3 separate regions of the Pan troglodytes genome follow, and regions 1 and 3 are each linked to region 2. The links are chromatin contacts, called in public Hi-C maps. All regions are on one chromosome and are shown on one strand. The core of a region is the stretch at or near the end of the contact, and the rest is flanking DNA. Distances in the headings are between cores, read along the strand shown. Region 1 overlaps LOC107968172 (a long non-coding RNA gene). Region 2 holds the start of PELI2 (pellino E3 ubiquitin protein ligase family member 2). Region 3 has its middle 220 kb from the start of PELI2.

Region 1 (2,700 bases), core at 45-2,544, 250 kb after region 2:
AAAATCCAAATTCATTATGATAAAAATTCTTACAAACCAGGAATAGAAGAGATCATCCTCAACCTCCTAAAAGGCATCTAACCTACAGCTAACATCATACTTAAGGTCAGCTGAATGTTTTCAAGCTAAAACCTGGAACAAAGCAAGAATATTCACTTTTACTTCTCCCATTCACTATCAGGAAGTCTTAGCCAGAGTAACTAACAAGAAAACGAAATAAGACATACAGAATAGAAAGGAAGAAATAAAACTGTCCCTATTCATAAATAATATGACTGTTCACATAGAAAAAAAACCAATAAATTAATATGTGAGTTTAACAAGGCTTCAGGATACAAGGTTACCACACAAAATTCAATCTTACTTCTATATACCAAAACAAACACTGAAAATTAAAATTTTAAAGACTGATCGAAGACAGCCAACTAGAAGTAGCTAGTATGTGCCGGAAACATCCAGGTGTGCACACTGGGAATCATCAAGGAAATAACTCGATCCACAGAGAATAGAGAGGAGCCAGGCAGGACAACCACCCATCTGGGAGAGGCAAGGAGCCAGAGGAGGCTCCCCTTCCATGGGAACACTGAGTGAGTGAGAGATCCCAGGGACCCACGCTTCTTCCACAGACCTTTGCAACGCTGAGGTCAGGAGGTCTCCCTCATGAACCTACTACCAGGGCTCACTCTGACACACAGAGCTAGGTGGAGTCTGGGCAGAGCCACTGATCAGGGTCCTAGGAGCCTTTGGTCCCCGGGCATCCCAGCATTAGCAGCCACAGCTCTGGCAAAGGGGTAGGTTAGGCTCCCTTAAGGGAAAGGGGCTGAATCCAAGGGGCTGAGCAGAGACAGTCTGCAGGCCTCACTTCCATGGCACCTGGTGGGGTAAGACCCACTGACCTGGAACTCCAGCCACATGTGACCATGGTAGCAGCTCCACGCCTCCCTGAGAGGGAGCTCCCTGAGGGAGGGGTGGGCCACCATCTTTGCTGTTTTGCAGCCTTTGCTGTTGCTGCCTTCAGGCACTGGAGAGCCCAGAGTGATGAGGGACTGACTGGCCCCCCGGCACAGTGCAGCTGCCCTACAAAAAAGCATTCAGATCGTTTTTTACATGGATCCTCCACCCCATTTCTCCTCACTGGGCAAGACCTCTCAACCTGGGACTCCACCCACCACCCCCGGCAGTCCCCCCCACCCCCACCCCCACCAGGGCAATCGGGCCAGTAGCAGCTCCTCGCCTCTCTGGGGCAGAGCTCCCAGAGGGAGGGCCGGCCTAGAAAGTCTGTTGGGACAGGGGATGGTACGGACCCCTAGCACAGAGCAGCTGCCTCACGGAAAAGCGGCAGGACTGTTCCCCTCCCTATGCAGGTCCCACCCTCACTTCTCACGGACTGGGGGCCGCCTAACCTGGGACGCCAGCACAGCCACCCTGCCTGCGGAAACACTTCAATCAGAGGCAGCCCAGCATTTCTCCCAGGAAGAAATGCCGGAGTCAACCTAAGAACAAAGGGCCTAGTCTCTAGGCTGGGACCTCCAGCACACAGCAGCCACCATACAGAAAGGAGTCTAGCCCCTCTTCCCGGGGAGCCCCTACCCTGCCCTCTCCACCAGGCAGGGCCGCCAGCTCAGGATCGCAGAACAGCTGCCCTGGCTGAGCGCACCCACTGGCAGTGGCTCTGGGTGTCCCTGGGGAGAGACTCCCAGAGGCAACCGACAGCCCCTCTGTCGCGGCCACAGCAGCGGTTCTGCCCATGCTGTCCTTGGTCTGGGGAAGAAACAAAGAGCCTGGGGGCTCATTATGCTTAAGTGCCACCTAGTGGATCACACCCCAAACTTCAACACCAAAAATACTTGACAAACATAACCCACTGTGAAACCAACAAGAATTCAGCTACAAAGACCCTGCACAAAGCCTCACCCTCTGAAAACATCCAGAAAAGAAGCCTATTGAGTGTACTCAATCTACACCACAGTTAAAGGAACACCCACATGCAGAGATGAGAAAGAACCAGGCAATTCAAAAGACCAAAGTGTCTTCATTCCTCCAAACAACCTCTCTAGTTTTCCAGCAAGGGTTTTTAACTGGGCTGAGATGGCTGAAACAACAGAAATAAAATTCAGAATATGAATAGGAATGAAGATCAAGATTAAGGGAAACATCAAAACCCAATCAAAGGAATCTAAGGATCACAATAAAACAATTCAAGAGCTGACAGACAAAACAGTGTAAAAAAGAACCTAACTGATCTGATAGAGCTAAAAAATACACTACAAGAATTTCATAATGCAATTGCAGTAGTAACAGCAGAATAGACCAAGCTGAGGAAAGAATCTCAGAGATTGAAGACTGGCTTTCTGAAATAAGACCATCAGACAAAAATAAAGAAAAAATAATGAAAAGGAATAAACAAAACCTCCAAGAAATATGGGATTATGTAAACAGATCAAATCTATGACTCACTGGCATCCCTGAAAGAGACAGGGAATAAAGACAGGAAAATGGCACAAGCAAATGGAAAACAGAAAATAGCAAGGGTTGCAATCCTAATTTCAGACAAAATAGACTTTAAACCAACAATGATCAAAAAAGACAAAGAAGGAAATTACATAATGGCAAAGGGCTTAATTCAACAAGAAAACCTAACTATCCTAAGTATATATGTATCCAACACAGGAGCACACAGATTCATAAAGCAAGTTCTTA
Region 2 (2,700 bases), core at 79-2,578:
CACTATATCCAGTTTTAAGCCCGCAAAGCCTCTCTCCTGGCTTATTAAGGGTAAACAATAGAAATGTCACAAGGAAACTCAGGAAGTAGATGAAGTCTCTAATTGCTGCCGTTTAACGATTGTACATAATTACTATCTTCAAGATGCGGCTTTCACCAGCAGAGAGGGAGCCGAGGCGGGCGAGGCTGGCGAGCTCCCCGCAGCCGGGAGGGCATCAGCGAGGCCGGGACCGGGGGGATACGGCCCGCGCCCCGGTGCCAGGCCCCGAGCAGCCGCATCCTGCCCCTCCCCTCCAGAGCACTCCAAGCGGGGAGAAGCGGAGGGCCGGCCGGCCCGGGTCACACACAGTTCACTGCTCTCGGGCTGCGGCGGCCCGCGGCGGTCATCGGAACAATTTGCAAAGCGCAGCCGGGGATCCCACAGCCCGCGGCGGCCCGAGCTCACGGCGCCGGGCTCGGAGTTCGGGGGCGCGGGTACCACGGTCCGCGCGGGAGGTGGGAAGACGGGGCTCCGCGCCGGCCGGCCTCTCAGCTTCGGGAAGCGCCCCCGCGAAGCGCCCGCGACGGCGGCGCCTCACATGGAGTCCCTGCCCGCCCTCCCCGGCCCGGACGCGGCGCGCGGGAAGTGGAGCCCCTGCCCCCGCCCCCACGATACGGCCGCGGACCCGGTGCCCGGCGCTGCCCCCGCTGGGTCGCCCGAGTTCTGGCCGCCACTTCCTCCGCCGCGTCCTCCGCGCGGACAGCGCAGCCCGGCGCCCGCCGCAGCACCCCGAGCGCGCGCCGATGGGGGGCATCCCGCCCCCGCGCCGCCGTCCGGGCCCTGAGAGCCTCTCCTGCCGCCCCGAGCGCCCCGGCGGTCCCCAAAGAGCGCCGAGCCACCCCGCCAGCCCCGCTCCAGGATGCGGGCGCTCCCCGCCCGCGCCGCTGCCCGGGACCAGGGACCCCAGGACTCACCCGAGCACCACCAGCTCCCCGTATTTCACTGGCTCCTTATTGGGGGCGCAGTGTTCCTCCTGGCCAGGGGAAAACATGGAGCCCCGCTCGGCCGCCGACGCCGCCGCCTCCGCCGCGATCCCCGCCGAGTCCGCGCCGCCGCTACAATCCCATCCCGAGAACGGGGTGAGCGCGCCGGGGAAGGGCACGGCGGCGAAGGGGGCGCGGGGCGGCCAGTCCCGCTGCTGCTCCGTCGTGGCTGCGCGGCTGCTCCGCCTGACTCCCCGGAGCTCCGCGCGCCGCGGCCGCCGCGAGTCAGAGCCGGCAACAAATGGGACCCAGCAGCAGGGGGACCTGCCTGTGCTGAGCGCCGCCGCCGAAGCCCCGCGGGAGGGAGGGAAGGAGGAGGGAGCGGGCGCACGAGAGGCGGGGGCCGCGCGGGGGAGGCGGGGGCCAGCGCGCGGGCAGGTGGGAGCCGCCCCGCCCCATGCAGAGCCAGGCGCCCGCCCCCGGCCCGCGGGGCGCCCCCTCCCCCGGCGCGTGGGGCCGCCCGCGCCCACTCCCCGCCCCCCTCGGCCCGGCGGAGGCTCGGCCCCTGTGTTATGTAAACATAGAGTAAAAGGGAAAGGAAGTTCTTAAAGGAGCAGCTCTATTTTTTTTCCTCACTTCCTTCCCCAAACTTAGAGCGCGGGGTCCTCAGCCCTCGCCGCCTGGTTCTTCAGCCGCGAAGGCCCGCGGGAGATCCTGGAAACGAGCGGCCGCGGTTCCCAAGCCCACGTTTTCCTGGCTGGAGTTCGATGGGATTAACTTCCTCTCCGAGTAGAATAGCGCTCTCTCGATGTCACTGTGTCCCGGCTTACATCTAGAGGTGTCGCACACACCCACTTGGGTGCCTCCCCTTCCAAAACCAAGCAGAAAGGCGTCTAGAAAATTAGAAGGTTTTGCCAGTTGGTGCTGGCGTAGAGGACGTTTCGAAGGCGCTTGGAGCACCCCACCGTTGCACTGGATGTAGCTACCCCGGCTTGTGGTCAATAGAGCTCCACCTGGCTTTTGGGGGGTGGCGGGGGGATGGGGGAAGAGTTGTTTTTTAATCCATACTTTATCCACTTTTCCTGTGCCTTCTTTCCATCCCCTAATACATATAAGGGGAAATTACCTGGGTGGACTTTTTAGTGAACGTAAATGTTCCTTTATGACCATGATTTAATCAATGCACTGTTTGCTTTCTATTCTTTTTAAACTAGTTATTGCTATGGCTTTAAAATATCGTAGACTGTGATAGTTTTACTGACTGCTGTTTTTCATCATACAGGATTTTATTGTTCTAACATTTATTAAGCACTCATAATGTGCTAGAAACTCTACATATTATTGCGAGTCATTGCCTCTCAACACTGTTAAATATTTAAAGAAATAAATACTGCAGAAGCTACCCTGTGTATAGTGACTGGTTGGCTATGACCCGAAGCAAAGGGCTAGAAAAAATAATAATTGCATCTGTAACCTTCCATTCCGCTGTGCTGCACCCCTTGTGTAACATTCTCTGACAGGTTATTACGGTAGTGACATGATGTTTCTGATAATTTTACTTCAGTTAGGAACTGATTTTTTTAATTGAGGTTTTAGAAATAAATTATTCCAAAGTAACTAAAGCCACACCACTGGTAAGCCAAAAATAAACTTTATTAAACAGTTAACTTATTTCAGCTAACTATAGAAATTCTGTATTTCAAATGAATATTAGTTATTCTGCATATATTACGTATTC
Region 3 (2,700 bases), core at 159-2,658, 220 kb before region 2:
CCGACATGTAAAGATGTAGGTAGATCTGTAAAGAAACGTCCTGGAAACCACAGAAGTAATTGTCTCTGATGGGTGAGGAAAGGCTTTCTTTTCTCCTTGATACCTCTCCTGAGTGCCTCTGGTTGCCTCACTTTGGCATCTCATCTCTGCCCTGCCCACTCTGCCCAGTCCCCCTTGGGTATTGACATTTCTGCTAATATCTCCCTCTCTGCACTTCACATCAGACCTCCAACCCCTAAAGTTATGATTCCAGGTCACAGAGGACAGGTTTGTGCATATAGTACTAATTTTTTCCAATGTCTTATCCATGAGCTGTTATTTTGTAGAGTAAATCAATGCTAATTCTTTAGAGCAAAGCAACATTAAAGTCTTTTTTTTTTTTCTTTTTTTTTTCCTGAAGCACATTCTGAAGATTATAATCTACAAAGAGTACTAAAATGAGAAAGGATCCCTGGGCCTAGCTTGGTACTAATTTTTATTCATCTGATTTATAGAGTGGGTAGGTGAGGCAATGTCCTCCTCATCTCTGGACTGGGGATACGCTGACAGCTCCATCCATCAGGCAAGCTGTCAGAGCATAACGCTTCACAGAAGCTGTTAAACAAAGGTCCAAATGGCTAACACTTCTAGGAGATGAAAAAGAAGAAGTTAACCTTAGTGTCCAGGGAAAAGTATTTTGCTCATCTAGTAGAGAAATGGATGTAGCAGTAAAGTCTTTAGACAAAGGTATTAGAATTTAAAGACAAATTCCAAATACATGCCTGGATTTCTGCTGCCTTTATGATTCTGGAAGCAATTCCTGGTTAAAATGTATTGATAAATAATCAGCCAGCAACGTTGATCTCACTGAAACTAGGATCCATCTTCATTAGCAAATTTAAGGATCACTTATGTCTATAAATATAGGGCAGAAGAAATAGAAGGGATGTAATCCAAAGTCCGCGGTTATGCCTGTCCACCAAGGAGCTGGATTGCAGCTGGTGGTCTTTAACAATTAGGGGCATGAGAAGGACAATGATCATTTACACAATGACATTAATAGTGTAGTTGGTGACCATTTTATGGTATCTTGAAGAATTTTAGGCACATACAAAACATCCAAAGGACATATTTTAGCTGCTAGGTTTAGTATATTTTCTTTCTTTCATTTCAACACCTTCAATGCCTTTCAACAGTTTTAGATCCCTCTGAGTTTTAGATCATCCAAGTTCCTCAAGGACAGAGAGAGGTTCCATTAGAGCATGACAGACTCATAGAATGACCTCTTTTGAAATCTAGGTCACACAGACAGCAAAAGTATCTCCAGTGGTCTCAGAGATCCTGGCCATGGCTCGGGGCCTGGAGAATAGCTTCAAGAATGGGGGCCTATGCAAGAGGGCCCTCAGCCGGCAGATGGCACTACAGTGTTTGGCAATCTGAACTTCGTGGGTGCTCTTTAATAAGGGCCTTTTCTCATCATTCTACTCAAAGTGTTGTAATTCCCTCTGATTGTCTTCTCTGCCCTCATTTGACTTTGCTGAGTCATTCCATGCTGTGTCATGAAACTCTGTGCTGCTGCAGGAGACTCAAAAGAAGCTCTAAACACTTTGTGGCTGTTGGGATGACTCCACATGGGGGGCAGGCTGCCATGCCAAGAACCCCAGTGAGGGTGGCTGAGGAGAGGGTCTATTTACGGGGGTAGTGCGAACCCGAGGGTGATGAGGGAGACATAGCTTTGGGTGGCTCTAAGTCTCTCAAAGCATTTGAAGACTCCACTCTAAGTGAACCCTCCACCTCCCCACCTCTCTCTCTCTCACTCCCCTGCCCTGACCCAAAGGCTCCAAGTATCCATATTGCATGGGCAAGTGCATTCTCCTACAGGAAAGATGGGGATGCATGTCAACCTCATAAGCCCCACATAGAAGGGAGATTTCTATCTCCCAGCTGTGCCTGTCTCATTTTGCTTGGAGAAAGAAGGGGATCACAGAGGGGTGGATCACACGCTCCAAAAAGGCAAATATTCTCCCCTAAAGAGAACCTCTTTGCTCCCACTGTTGGAGTTGGTGTCAAGGTGGAGTGGGGATGGGAAAGGATATATTTTTACAATCCTCTCCTAATGTCTAAGGAGGAAGGATCCCAAAGAAGATCCCCTAGTTGCTGAAGGAAGATGGGGGTGTTAAATTGATTCAGGTGGGTGGATGCAAATTGGAAGGGGGGAGGACACCTAAATTATTCTACATAATCAGAGGAGGAAAGAGATCAAGAGAAAAACTGGTGGGAGGCAGGGAGGACAAGAGAGAAGGAGACAACTAAGGTGGAGATTTTGATGAAGTGTTGTGTAGTGCAGTGTTTGATATATTCTCTTCTCCATCTTTCCAGAAACAGCCTGGAAAACCGACATTACCAAATAGTGCTTTACGAGTTCTATTGAGGTGGGGAGAAATGAAATTTGAGGAGGGGTTCAGTCTTGGGGAAGTGTTTGTGCGTGATCAAAAGGCAGGAGCAAGAACTGAACAACGTGATATAACTAGTGAAGAGTGAGGGACAGCACTCCACTTGGGTCTACTATTGCTATGGCCAAGGTCATTTTGGAGTGTCAGGGCCACTCTCCAGGTGAGTTATGGGGAGAGACCACAAAGAACCTGGAGAGATAGCATGTTTCATCCACCTCTGCTACTCTGCCAGTGATCTGAGAACAAAAGGCCCTCCCAGCTTAAAAGC

What was found. A called contact is a pair of places that touch in the nucleus more often than the background predicts.
Region 1: a contact with region 2 is called in a Hi-C map of stem cell-derived neural progenitor cells, with 1.9 times the contacts expected there. The contact joins the enhancer-like site here to the promoter of PELI2 in region 2. A contact is called at or near these places in 1 of 7 Hi-C or Micro-C datasets (stem cell-derived neural progenitor cells) and 1 of 1 datasets of contacts at active chromatin or transcription factors (stem cell-derived excitatory neurons).
Region 3: a Hi-C map of stem cell-derived neural progenitor cells shows a contact between it and region 2, with 9 times the contacts expected there. The contact joins the enhancer-like site here to the promoter of PELI2 in region 2. A contact is called at or near these places in 1 of 7 Hi-C or Micro-C datasets (stem cell-derived neural progenitor cells) and 1 of 1 datasets of contacts at active chromatin or transcription factors (stem cell-derived excitatory neurons).

Annotation. Positions count from the first base shown.
Region 1 is chr15:53,856,920-53,859,619 of NHGRI_mPanTro3-v2.0_pri, reverse strand. All of the region lies in intron 1 of LOC107968172 (a long non-coding RNA gene), which reads right to left. Among named protein-coding and RNA genes, the nearest start is that of PELI2, 250 kb to the left of the region's middle. Within about 2 kb of position 1,294, at least 3 of the 24 cell types and tissues checked have an H3K27ac peak or open chromatin away from gene starts, as enhancers often do. A contact at or near this core is called in stem cell-derived neural progenitor cells, where this site is marked.
Region 2 is chr15:54,107,941-54,110,640 of NHGRI_mPanTro3-v2.0_pri, reverse strand. It overlaps PELI2 (pellino E3 ubiquitin protein ligase family member 2), which reads right to left and starts at 1,328. Exons shown (of 6, transcript XM_522860.8): 1 at 954-1,328. The coding sequence starts at 1,030.
Region 3 is chr15:54,325,364-54,328,063 of NHGRI_mPanTro3-v2.0_pri, reverse strand. No RefSeq gene overlaps it. Among named protein-coding and RNA genes, the nearest start is that of PELI2, 220 kb to the right of the region's middle. Within about 2 kb of position 1,408, at least 3 of the 24 cell types and tissues checked have an H3K27ac peak or open chromatin away from gene starts, as enhancers often do. A contact at or near this core is called in stem cell-derived neural progenitor cells, where this site is marked.